Regions from separate parts of the Mus musculus genome. Here region 2 is linked to region 1. A link is a contact called in public HiChIP or PLAC-seq data. All regions are on one chromosome and are shown on one strand. The core of a region is the stretch at or near the end of the contact, and the rest is flanking DNA. Distances in the headings are between cores, read along the strand shown. Region 1 overlaps Smg6 (Smg-6 homolog, nonsense mediated mRNA decay factor (C. elegans)). Region 2 overlaps Smg6 (Smg-6 homolog, nonsense mediated mRNA decay factor (C. elegans)).

Region 1 (4,905 bases), core at 1,142-3,641:
TCAGAGTTCAGGGTGGGAGCTAGTGCACAACAAGAATGAACTGCTTACAAGCAATGGTATCTGTGTCTTCTCAAGAGTATGGGTTGGAGCCGGGCGTGGTGGCGCATGCCCAGAGGCAGGCAGATTTCTGAGTTCAAGGCCAGCCTGGTCTACAGAGTGAGTTCCAGGACAGCCAGGGGAACACAGAGAAACCCTGTCTCGAAAAACCAAAACAGTATGGGTTGGGTACTGCTATCAGGTATGGAAGCTCTGTAAAAACAGGAGCCTCTGGTATAAAAATGGACATCAGTCTGAAGGCAGTTTTGCAGCTGCCTTGCATGGTTATTTTAACCTCTCTATCACCATGTTCTCTTAGGCAAAGGCTCCAGAGCACACTGCCTGCTTATATGGGTGCTCTAGGTGAAGAAAAGGTACAAATAAGGGGTGTTCTTCCCTAACTAAGCAGGTAGACATATCCCAAGCTATCTAAGAATGTGTGGGTCTTGGTCATCCCTAGACTGGCCTTGCTATCTGGCAACCATTAACAAAAGGCCTGTGTCCATGGCTTGGTCATAAGACAAGCACATACAGAGCATCTTTGATATGCTAAATTCAGTAGAGAACATAGCTACAAATAAATTGTGGGTTTTGTAACTAAAGGATCTTTTAGTAGGTTGACTAGAATTACCATTTACCCAAGTAACTATGATAACCATGGACCCAATACATTTCAAGTGAAAAAAAATGTATTGAGTGTGTAGTATATTCAGGATGTTCTTGGCCTCATACAGGCATTATGAGCTAGAAATGTCAAGATACCACTCCCTGAGAGTATTCATTTATGAAAGTAGGTAGGAAAACAACATCTAGACGGTCCAGAGCCCACTTACTTTAGGACTAGATTTAGGAATCTAGGTCTAGTCTAATGAACATCCATATCTATATATCTATATATCCATATATCCATATCTATATCTCTATCTGTCTGTCTGTCTGTCTGTCTGTATGTATGTATGTATGTATGTATATCTGAAGTTGTGCTGGCACTCAGACCAGCAAGTGATGTGGGTGGGGAGGAAAAGGCATTGTTTGCCTTGATATTTGCATGGTTCCTCTGGCTTTGTGTCAGGTAGCAGAGGCTGACATGAGCTGAAGAACTCATTAACATTGTGAAATAGCCTTTCCCCTTCTTTCCAAAAGCAGGCTTTCTTAAGGATTTAGGGGGATGGTTTTGGCTAGGGATGTCAGCCGGAAATATTTCTTACCAAGAAAGTCCGCTGAGGTCTAAAATTGGTTTTGGTCCCTCCTACAAGTGGGCAAGTGACCATACTTCCCAGTGTTCCTGTGGCCAAATACCTGCTCTCAGGCAGAAATGTTCTTCTTGCTCCTATGTAACAGGGAGACGTTCTCATTTTTTATTTTTTGAGAACATATTCATGGAAAACATAAACCAACTGTCGTCAAAGTTGTATGAAATCAGGAAATGGGGCGGCCGGGAGAAGGCTGCCATGTGGCCGGATGTTATGTATTTCTAATTAGTGCTATACATCTTTCAACAGCAAGTGTCCTTCTGCTGGAAACACAACACACTGCCCTTGTTATTGTAACTGTCAGAGAAGTGCTTAAACAGATAATCTCCAGGAAAAGTGATAAACACGTCCCCTCTCCCACCAGTGTGTGTGTGCAATGGTGCTGCCAAAGCAAAGCTGTGCCTGATGGCTCCAGGATGGCAAAGCATCCTCCTGCAGGAAATGGGAGTGAGGCAGAGAGGTGGGGAGGGAATAGGAGGGGAGCAGAAGAGAGGCAGGCCCACCTGCTTGGACCTGTAAGCCCAGCCAAGAGACAGTGACTCAGAATTACTGGTTTTGATCAACTCCTGGGATAAGGTACCAAGTCGTTGTATGGGAGAGATTTGGAGAAAACCCTAGTAGTTGGATGGGGTTTGGCTGGTGACAGACAAAAGCCTGCCAACAGTGAAACCAGCAGAATTCTTAGTACACATAGCCAGTTCCTGACAAGTGGATGGGAACAGTAATGAAAGACTGGCTCAGGGTGAGTGATATGTAAGTTCGCTACCCTGAAAGCAGTGGGAAGGATTCAGAGGACACTGGATCCACCACCCATTCTATCACAGACAAGCAACTAGTGCATTGGCTACATTACTAATAATAACTAAAGAAAAATTCAGTCAACCACTTCTTCACTGATTCCCCACCCCCATCTACTCTCAGAGAAAATGAATAGCTAGCCACCTCCAAGCCAGCACCACCTGGAGGTAATTTGTTGGCTCTTTTGTATCTTTCAAACATCAGGCTGTTTCTCTCATGCGTCAGTCACCAGTTAGATGCAGGGCTGGCATAGTTCCTGTGCAGCCCACCCAAAGCTCCCTGTCTACAGGAAGTGGGCAGAGAGAGTGTCTTTCTGCTGTTGCTTGAGCCACAGAGTTCTCTGTGACAGTGGCTAGCTAAGGAGGAGGTAGAAGGAAGCAGTAAGATCTCAGATCAAAAGCAAAGATGTTCTTGCCCTTGGGCATTTGATTCCCTTAAGCGTGGAATCAATGAGTCAGAAGAATGGAACACTGATAGACCCAAGCTACATACAATGACAATGGTGGAAGAGTTCGATTAACACAGTCTAAGACAAGCTGTGACACATCCCATAAACAGGGTATAGTCAAGAGGTCAGACAGAGGGACGGAGAAAGTTTCCTTATGATGAACCTTAATTGAAACACCTGATGCTTCAGTTGAGTCTTACAAGACTGTAAAACTGTCACAGGCAATGTCTTCTTCTTCATCTTCTTTTTTTGTAAAAGTTCTTTTCAAAGTAGTAGATGTGTAGGAAAAGAGCATTTAAAATTCCTACCAAAATAACCTCTCCCATTATTTGAAAAAAATACTTATCTAGGTGTGCAATTGGAGGAAACAGAAATTTCAATAGGATTCTGCCCACAGGAAGGTGATAATCTAAGGAAGAAGACAACTCATAGGGGAGCAGGGAAATAGACACCTTTTGTCTCTGAAAAGAATGAAAATATTTTCATCTACTATCTATCAAAGATTTTAAATGAAAGAGACCATTTCTAGGTTGAGCTGTAAGATATGAACACTGAAAGAAATGGATGGCACAGGAGGGACTGTGTACATTACCCCGGGGATGCATGCTGGAATGCTCAAAACACTCAATGAAGTCTGCCTATAGCATAACAAGAGCCAAAAACTACAGAGCCTACAATGCTGAAAGAAACTTGACCTCAACAGACAGAAAGAGAGCACTCACTTAAGCTTCATGAATGAAGCTATGTTGGACATTTTGTGAAGACTGATCTAGTTAAGAGTTGATGGTATAATCGCTCAGTAGAGGACTACTTGCCAAGCGTGAGGCCCTGGATTCAATTGCAGACACGTTCATACTCACACCATTAACCTAGTAACACCACAATAGGTTAGGGCAGCTAGAAAAGGGTAATGGAGTAGGGGCAGTTAGAAAAGCTAACCGAGCACAAATGCGTCTGAATGAAGAGGAAGTACATAACTATGTGGACAGAGCATAGGCGAACATGGTCATAATGCCAGCATTTGGGAGTTACAAACAATAGGATCAGTAACTTCAGGTTACATTTCAGCTACATGAGCCAACCCAGGCTCCAAGGCTCCAAGACACACTGTCTCTAAAAACACCAATAAAGAAACTTTGTATAAAGACCATTTCATAACCCTTATAACAGCAAATAAGTGACATGCAAGTGTGAGAAGTCCGCTAGGAGGAGGGTGGGAGAAAGTGAAAACAAATGACATGGGGAGGGCAAGAAAGAGGTAACAACTGGGAAAGGGGACCGTCTTCTAGTTCCAGAAGTCTGGAAAACTCAAGAAAGATAACCTCCATCAAAGGAGATGCAGGAAAGGGGCAGAGACCCAGGATTGCAGAACACCTGGAGACAGGGAAGTAGTGTGTCTCAAGAAGTCCCCAGCCACCACCTCCCTGCCAAACACACATACTTGGCTTTGGGCCAAATCCTGTCTTCCCAGAACAAAGACACTTCAGGGGGTCAGAAATACTTGGGGAAGAGTTGCTGGAGTAGGCCTGGGAAGTCTGAACTGGCTATCCCTGTGGAAGCTATTAGATATTCAGCACTTCATTTGTTTCCAATTCTTGGAGGAGTACAGCTCTAGGCTGTAGGGTGAGAGGTTCCTCTCTGACGTAATCAGGAAGCAGCTGCAAAATTAAGGAATCCCTCATGACATCATAAAAAGGGTCGATGGTTTACTGGGGAAAGTATAAAAATTAATTACATATCCCCACATGACTCTTTTCTCCTAAGTCTCTGTATAGCCCCCTTTACCCTCACACATTCTCTATCAACAACACCCAGAAGCTGCTCAATGCACATAATACAAAGGGCAGAAAAATGTGGAAGACAATGTACTCTGATGCACACTAACAGACAATACCTTACCCTAGTATTTTATGTATGTGGCATGTTTTACCAATGAGATTATAAGCTCCTTGAGGACAAAGTAACATTAAATTATTACACCCTTGATAATCAGAACCATGAGGAAGCTCAAGAACTGTACTGCTCATCTCAAGTAGATACATGCCTGTCTCACCTGTGGGCTTAACTATGCACAGTACGAGTCTACCACAGCTACATGTGATGTGTATGCACAACACATGAGGTCTGTATCAGAGCATCTAAGACATAGTGAGGTAAAAGTTAGGTGCACAACATTTAAATATGTTATCTCAAAACATTACTGAGTATTTTATGGGAGGCATCACTCCTATACTGACATCTAAAGAAATGGGCAAAAAAAAAAAAAAAAGTTTCACAGAAGAGCAAATCAAAAGGGAAGAGGAGTGATGGCTGGTGCCAGCTCAAAGTAAAGATAGTTTTTCTATTCCTGCTCTTCCTCCTCTATCTTTT
Region 2 (4,746 bases), core at 1,187-3,686, 110 kb before region 1:
CATTAAAAAATTCACATAACATGGCCTTGCTCAGCTGCCCTCCAAGGGCCTAGGCAGAGTAAGTAGGAGGTGGCTGGCTAGCTTATGGAGCCTTCTTGCCAGGCTGATGGAGCCTTCCCCAGGGATGGCACTTCCTCACTTGCAGACTCAGTTCTCAGCAGCCACTGCTCCCCGGGTGGTCCTAGCTCCACTCCTCACTCTCTCACTTTTGGCCTTGGTCAGGAGAGAACATACAGCTGCCTGAGGGGATGGGGCTAGTAGGGGAGTGATTCAACAGGAGAAGGAAGATTCTTGTAATTCTAACAGAATGATGACTACACTGACAGCTACTAGCTACTCAGGGCTTTTTATGGGCTGTGTACCCAGCTATGTGTTTTTCATACATTAACTCTTTTAATTCTCACAAGGGCCTGCACAATAGCTATTACCATCTGCACTTTATAAATAAGGGGCTTAGAATAAAATAGCCTGTTCAGTCACAGAGGTGGCAGGAAGCAGAGCAGGCATTCAAAATCAAGTGAGTCTGACTCCTGTGCCTGCTCTAACCAATCACAACGAACAAAACTGCAGGACTGGGGTTGTGAATTGAGAGAGCAAGCCCAGACACGGCCCTTGGTAGCTCAGCTTTATCAGGCCTGGACCTATTTAGATAGACCAGTCTTGGGAGATGGCAGGTAAGGATAAAATAACTGTAACTGTCCTGAGAGGTTCTAGGGGGTTTAGGGTGCTGTCCACAAGCATCACTTACTTATCAATATCTGGCTATGAGGAGGAAGAAAAATTCACATTTATTTTGTTGCTCACAGGGTTAGCCTGGACAAGAGCAAGTGCAACAAGATGCTTGTTGGCTCACGGAGGAAGAGTGTCCTTGCCTGCTCTGACCAGGGATGGACAGTTAGTTAGCATTGGTTTGGAGTGAACAGGACTGAGGTCAAAGGAGGGTCAGAGAAGCTTGTCTGAGGTTTGTTCAGCTCTCATAGCAAACAAGGAAGTGCAGGGTTATGAAATTACACAGAACAGGGTAAGTAGGATTTCCCAGGGACCACTAACATAAAAGAACCCAGGAGACTCGTGGGAAAAGGAAGAAGTGGGCAGCCTGGTGTGGGTCACGAACCTTTGCCTGGTCAGTAAGCCTCAGAAGGAGAGTACAACCAGATCAGGCACCAGAGGTAGCCCACCCCTTCTAGGGTGGGAGGACAACCTCTTTGCCTAGCTATGCTTGTGCTGCCAGTCCTAGATGTTCAGAGGCATCTCTTATAACCACGCTGGAGAGCTGGCTTTGCTCATCCTCCACTGCCTACTTTTTTAGTCTTTTAGTATGGGAGAGATAAAGGAGATGTATAGACATCATGGGCCTGTTTCCCACACCGTCTAGAGCTGCAGGAGCACTGTTCTGCTTGCTAAAGTTGGACACCCCAATGGCTCTGGTAACTCCACTGTCTCCTCCCATGCTGACAGCTCATTCTTTCCCTTTATTCTCTGCCCAGGTTTCATCTAGAGAGTCTGGAATCATGGGCTTAGCTATGGCCCTGGAACCACCTCTGTCCTGGAAGCTGAGTCCTGTGTCATCAGGCATGGGGTGGAGTTCTCCAGCTATCCTAACGAAGCCAGGCCAAGACTGCTTCTCTGAAGACTCTGTTCCAAAGGTGGCCACTCTATCACTGCCTGAGATCCTAAACGACAGCTTCCAGCTGACATCTGGCTTCCTTGGCCTGTTGCTGATTTCATCCTTGTACCCCGCCCTGCTCCACTGGGCGCTTGAGACTGCTGTGGGCCAAATGACTGTGTTGGCCTATGGGTGACCTGGCCTCTGGCTAGAATTGCTTCCGTCCCTTCCCTCCATCCTATGTTTCTTTCTATCTAGGACCCTCATCTTTAATACTATGGAGTAAAGAGAAGAAAAGAGCCAACCTTCAGGCAAAAGTGAGACATGTATATACTCCCAGATAGTTACCCACACCCAGAAAAGCAGCAAGGAGGCTGCCATATGTACATATGCTCCATTTCTACCACACAGTCACAATGACGCTCAGTCCACAGGCGCCTCAGGGGTGTGGACAGCAATGTTCATTTCAACTGACAAACTGGGCACATACAGATGATCATCAGAGATCATCCCAGAAAGACATAGATGCACAACAGGGGAACTGCTAAGGAGGTCAGCAGGGATACATGGATGTGTACACAGGCAAACATGCTTGCGAACATGGGCGTGCACACATACGCGCTCTCTCTCTCGGTCTCTCTCTCTCTCTCTCTCTCTCTCACACACACACACACACACACACACACACACACACACACACACACACACACATACACACAGGCATGAGCAATGGAGGGAGGGAGGGAGGGAGAGAGAAAGACTGGAGTGAAGCAAGGGCTACAGGAACAATCAAGGGCAAACAAACAAGAGGAGAATTCCTTAATCACATCAGGATGTGCAGGAGGGAGGGAGTAAGAGAGAGAGAGCAGGCTGGGGGAGGGGTGATTTTCCACACGGGGCCAGCAATGTCAGCTCTTCCTGTACGTGAGCTGGAGGCTGGAGTTCAGGTCTGTGCTGTGCTGAGCTCCGCACATCTATAAACTTGATCCTTAGCCTGAACCCTAACACCCCTCACTCTACTCTCTTTCCTAAGCCTCCAGAGCTGAATATTATTAAACTCTTTCCTCCAATGCAACATTAAAAAGAAGCATCTGGAACTCGTAGATGGAGGCACTGGGGTGGACTGGCAGGAGGGGCACCAGCAGAGTGCACTCTTGAGAGGTTGCTGTCACCTCAACACACACTGAACTAAGCGAGAGGTTATAAATCATCTCAAGGGGAAGCTCCAGCCTGGGCAGCAGGGCACGGGGGAAGGGGAGCTTTCCCTCTGCCATAGCGGCTCTTCCCGAATAGTACCTCATCTTCCAGTTGTTTTCCCTCTTGGCTTCCCATTTCCTTTCCCATGGTGTCTGGGACGGGTGCCACTGACACATATTTTCCACCCTTGAATGCCAGCAGAGGCTCTTCTTGTCCACAAAGGGCTTCCAGAAAATACTTCAGCACTGTGACCCTTTTGCAGTCAGCTGCAATAACCTACAGGGCGAGAGGGAGAGAAGAAAAACAGCATTTTCTGAGAGGGAGGATGAAGACGAGAGACATTGCTAGCTGCAGGGCACATGAGAATTGTGTCAAAGTTACTGGGGAGGGAGGTAGTATGAGCAACAAGAGTGTATGGAGGAAAGCAAAGACCAAGGTCTTCTGAAGGAAGGAAGTCGCCAGGCCTTGCTTTAGGTCATCCCTGGGGCAGCAGACACCTCAGGACCAATGCCAGGTGCCCTCAGGGCTTGTACTTTTCTTTTATTAAAGTCCTATTATGAAAAACAAAACCCAGAAAATAATTTCTTCTAAGTTTGGAATATAAGTAAGAGGACGAGGAATGCATGGCAGCAGGTTGGCTACCACAAAGTACTGCTTTCTAGCACCCCTGGCACCCTGTTCCCAGACTCCCTCCAGGACAGTCTGCAGACTGAAAGATAAGCTTTCTTGCCTGTTTCATCTTAGCTAAGTCATTCTGAACTTCTCTGGATGGTTCCTGCCTCACCTGAGAATGGGCAGGAAATTATCAGGCTGAGAGGATGGGGCAGAGCAGGTGAGTTCACCAAAGCTCTGCCCTCCACAGTTCACACTAGTTGCTCCCATGTTGCTACAGCAGCACATATACAGTGCTGATTTAGCTGTTATATGAAGTATTATCCTGATCAGCTGTCAAGTCTGTCAGGGTCTCAGATGATGTGTCCTCAGTCACCTAGACTGGAATCCTCTCCACAAGACCACATATGCATGCCGTCACCTCTATTTGTGCCCATGTGTGCATTGTCCTCTTCCTTGCTATCTGTACCCTTCTCTTATTCGTTGGATTCTGGGGCCCTATCATGCCTATTGACTGGATGGTTGTCAACGAGGAGGTCCCTGCTTGATGTGCATCTAAGAAGCAGAGGACATTTTCTACACCATATTGGCCAGATATGACACAGAACAGCCCTTTAATCATCAGTGATTCCAAGACATGTTAAATGACCAAGACTCATTGTAAATTTTTATTTTATGTGCATGGGTGTTTTGCCTGCATGTATGTTTGTGTACCATCAATATGCCTGGTACACAAGGAATCCAGAACATATCATCAGATCCCCTGGAACTGGAGTTACGGATGGTTGTGAGCTGTGGATGCTGGGAATGGAACCCGGGTTTTCTGGAAGAGCAGCTAGTGTTCTTACCTGGTAAGTCATATCTCTAGCCCTACCCAATCACCCTCAGAGCCACTTTCCAGCCTCATTTCTGACTGCGAAGGGCAGGTGAAGGACTGATGTGGACGCTGGACTGTCAGGGCTCATCATTCCACTGTTGTACAGCTAACTCCTCCATGCAGAAGGCAAGCCCTCTAGTGCCAAAGATCACATCTTGTATTTCCCTAGCAAGGTGCTGTAAGAATCAAGTGACACACTACAGGCTCATGGAAAAGACTGGTAGGTGGAGAGAAACTCACTAGGACCACAGCAACAGGTGGTACAGGATGAGCCACGTCTTCTAAGACAAGGTGCAACGAGTCACCACTCTGCCAGGGAGAGTGCATACATACCAGACATCTGTGCCACAATTTCATTCTCTGCCATCTTTTACCCTGCCCAGATGGTACTTACCTATGGCTATTGCCACCGGAAGGTAAAATATTAGGCTAAGTATCTGACCACCACCGTCTA

What was found. HiChIP or PLAC-seq counts read pairs in DNA pulled down with a chosen protein or histone mark.
Region 2: an H3K27ac HiChIP or PLAC-seq map of heart atrium shows a contact between it and region 1, with 5 read pairs. The contact joins two enhancer-like sites. A contact is called at or near these places in 10 of 39 promoter capture datasets (the C10 cell line, the HPC-7 cell line, cranial neural crest and 7 more), 1 of 15 datasets of contacts at CTCF or cohesin (the NIH/3T3 cell line), 7 of 484 Hi-C or Micro-C datasets (CD4 T cells, bone marrow-derived macrophages, cerebral cortex and 2 more), 3 of 115 datasets of contacts at active chromatin or transcription factors (the NIH/3T3 cell line, embryonic stem cells and heart atrium) and 3 of 9 other capture datasets (adipose tissue, liver and pancreatic islet).

What each region holds. Positions count from the first base shown.
Region 1 is chr11:75,030,602-75,035,506 of GRCm38.p6, reverse strand. All of the region lies in intron 10 of Smg6 (Smg-6 homolog, nonsense mediated mRNA decay factor (C. elegans)), which reads right to left. Among named protein-coding and RNA genes, the nearest start is that of Gm51907, 99 kb to the left of the region's middle. Within about 2 kb of position 2,391, at least 39 of the 459 cell types and tissues checked have an H3K27ac peak or open chromatin away from gene starts, as enhancers often do. A contact at or near this core is called in adipose tissue and heart atrium, where this site is marked.
Region 2 is chr11:75,137,526-75,142,271 of GRCm38.p6, reverse strand. It overlaps Smg6 (Smg-6 homolog, nonsense mediated mRNA decay factor (C. elegans)), which reads right to left. Exons shown (of 19, transcript NM_001002764.2): 14 at 2,903-3,079. Among named protein-coding and RNA genes, the nearest start is that of Gm51907, 8.1 kb to the right of the region's middle. Within about 2 kb of position 2,436, at least 77 of the 459 cell types and tissues checked have an H3K27ac peak or open chromatin away from gene starts, as enhancers often do. A contact at or near this core is called in adipose tissue and heart atrium, where this site is marked.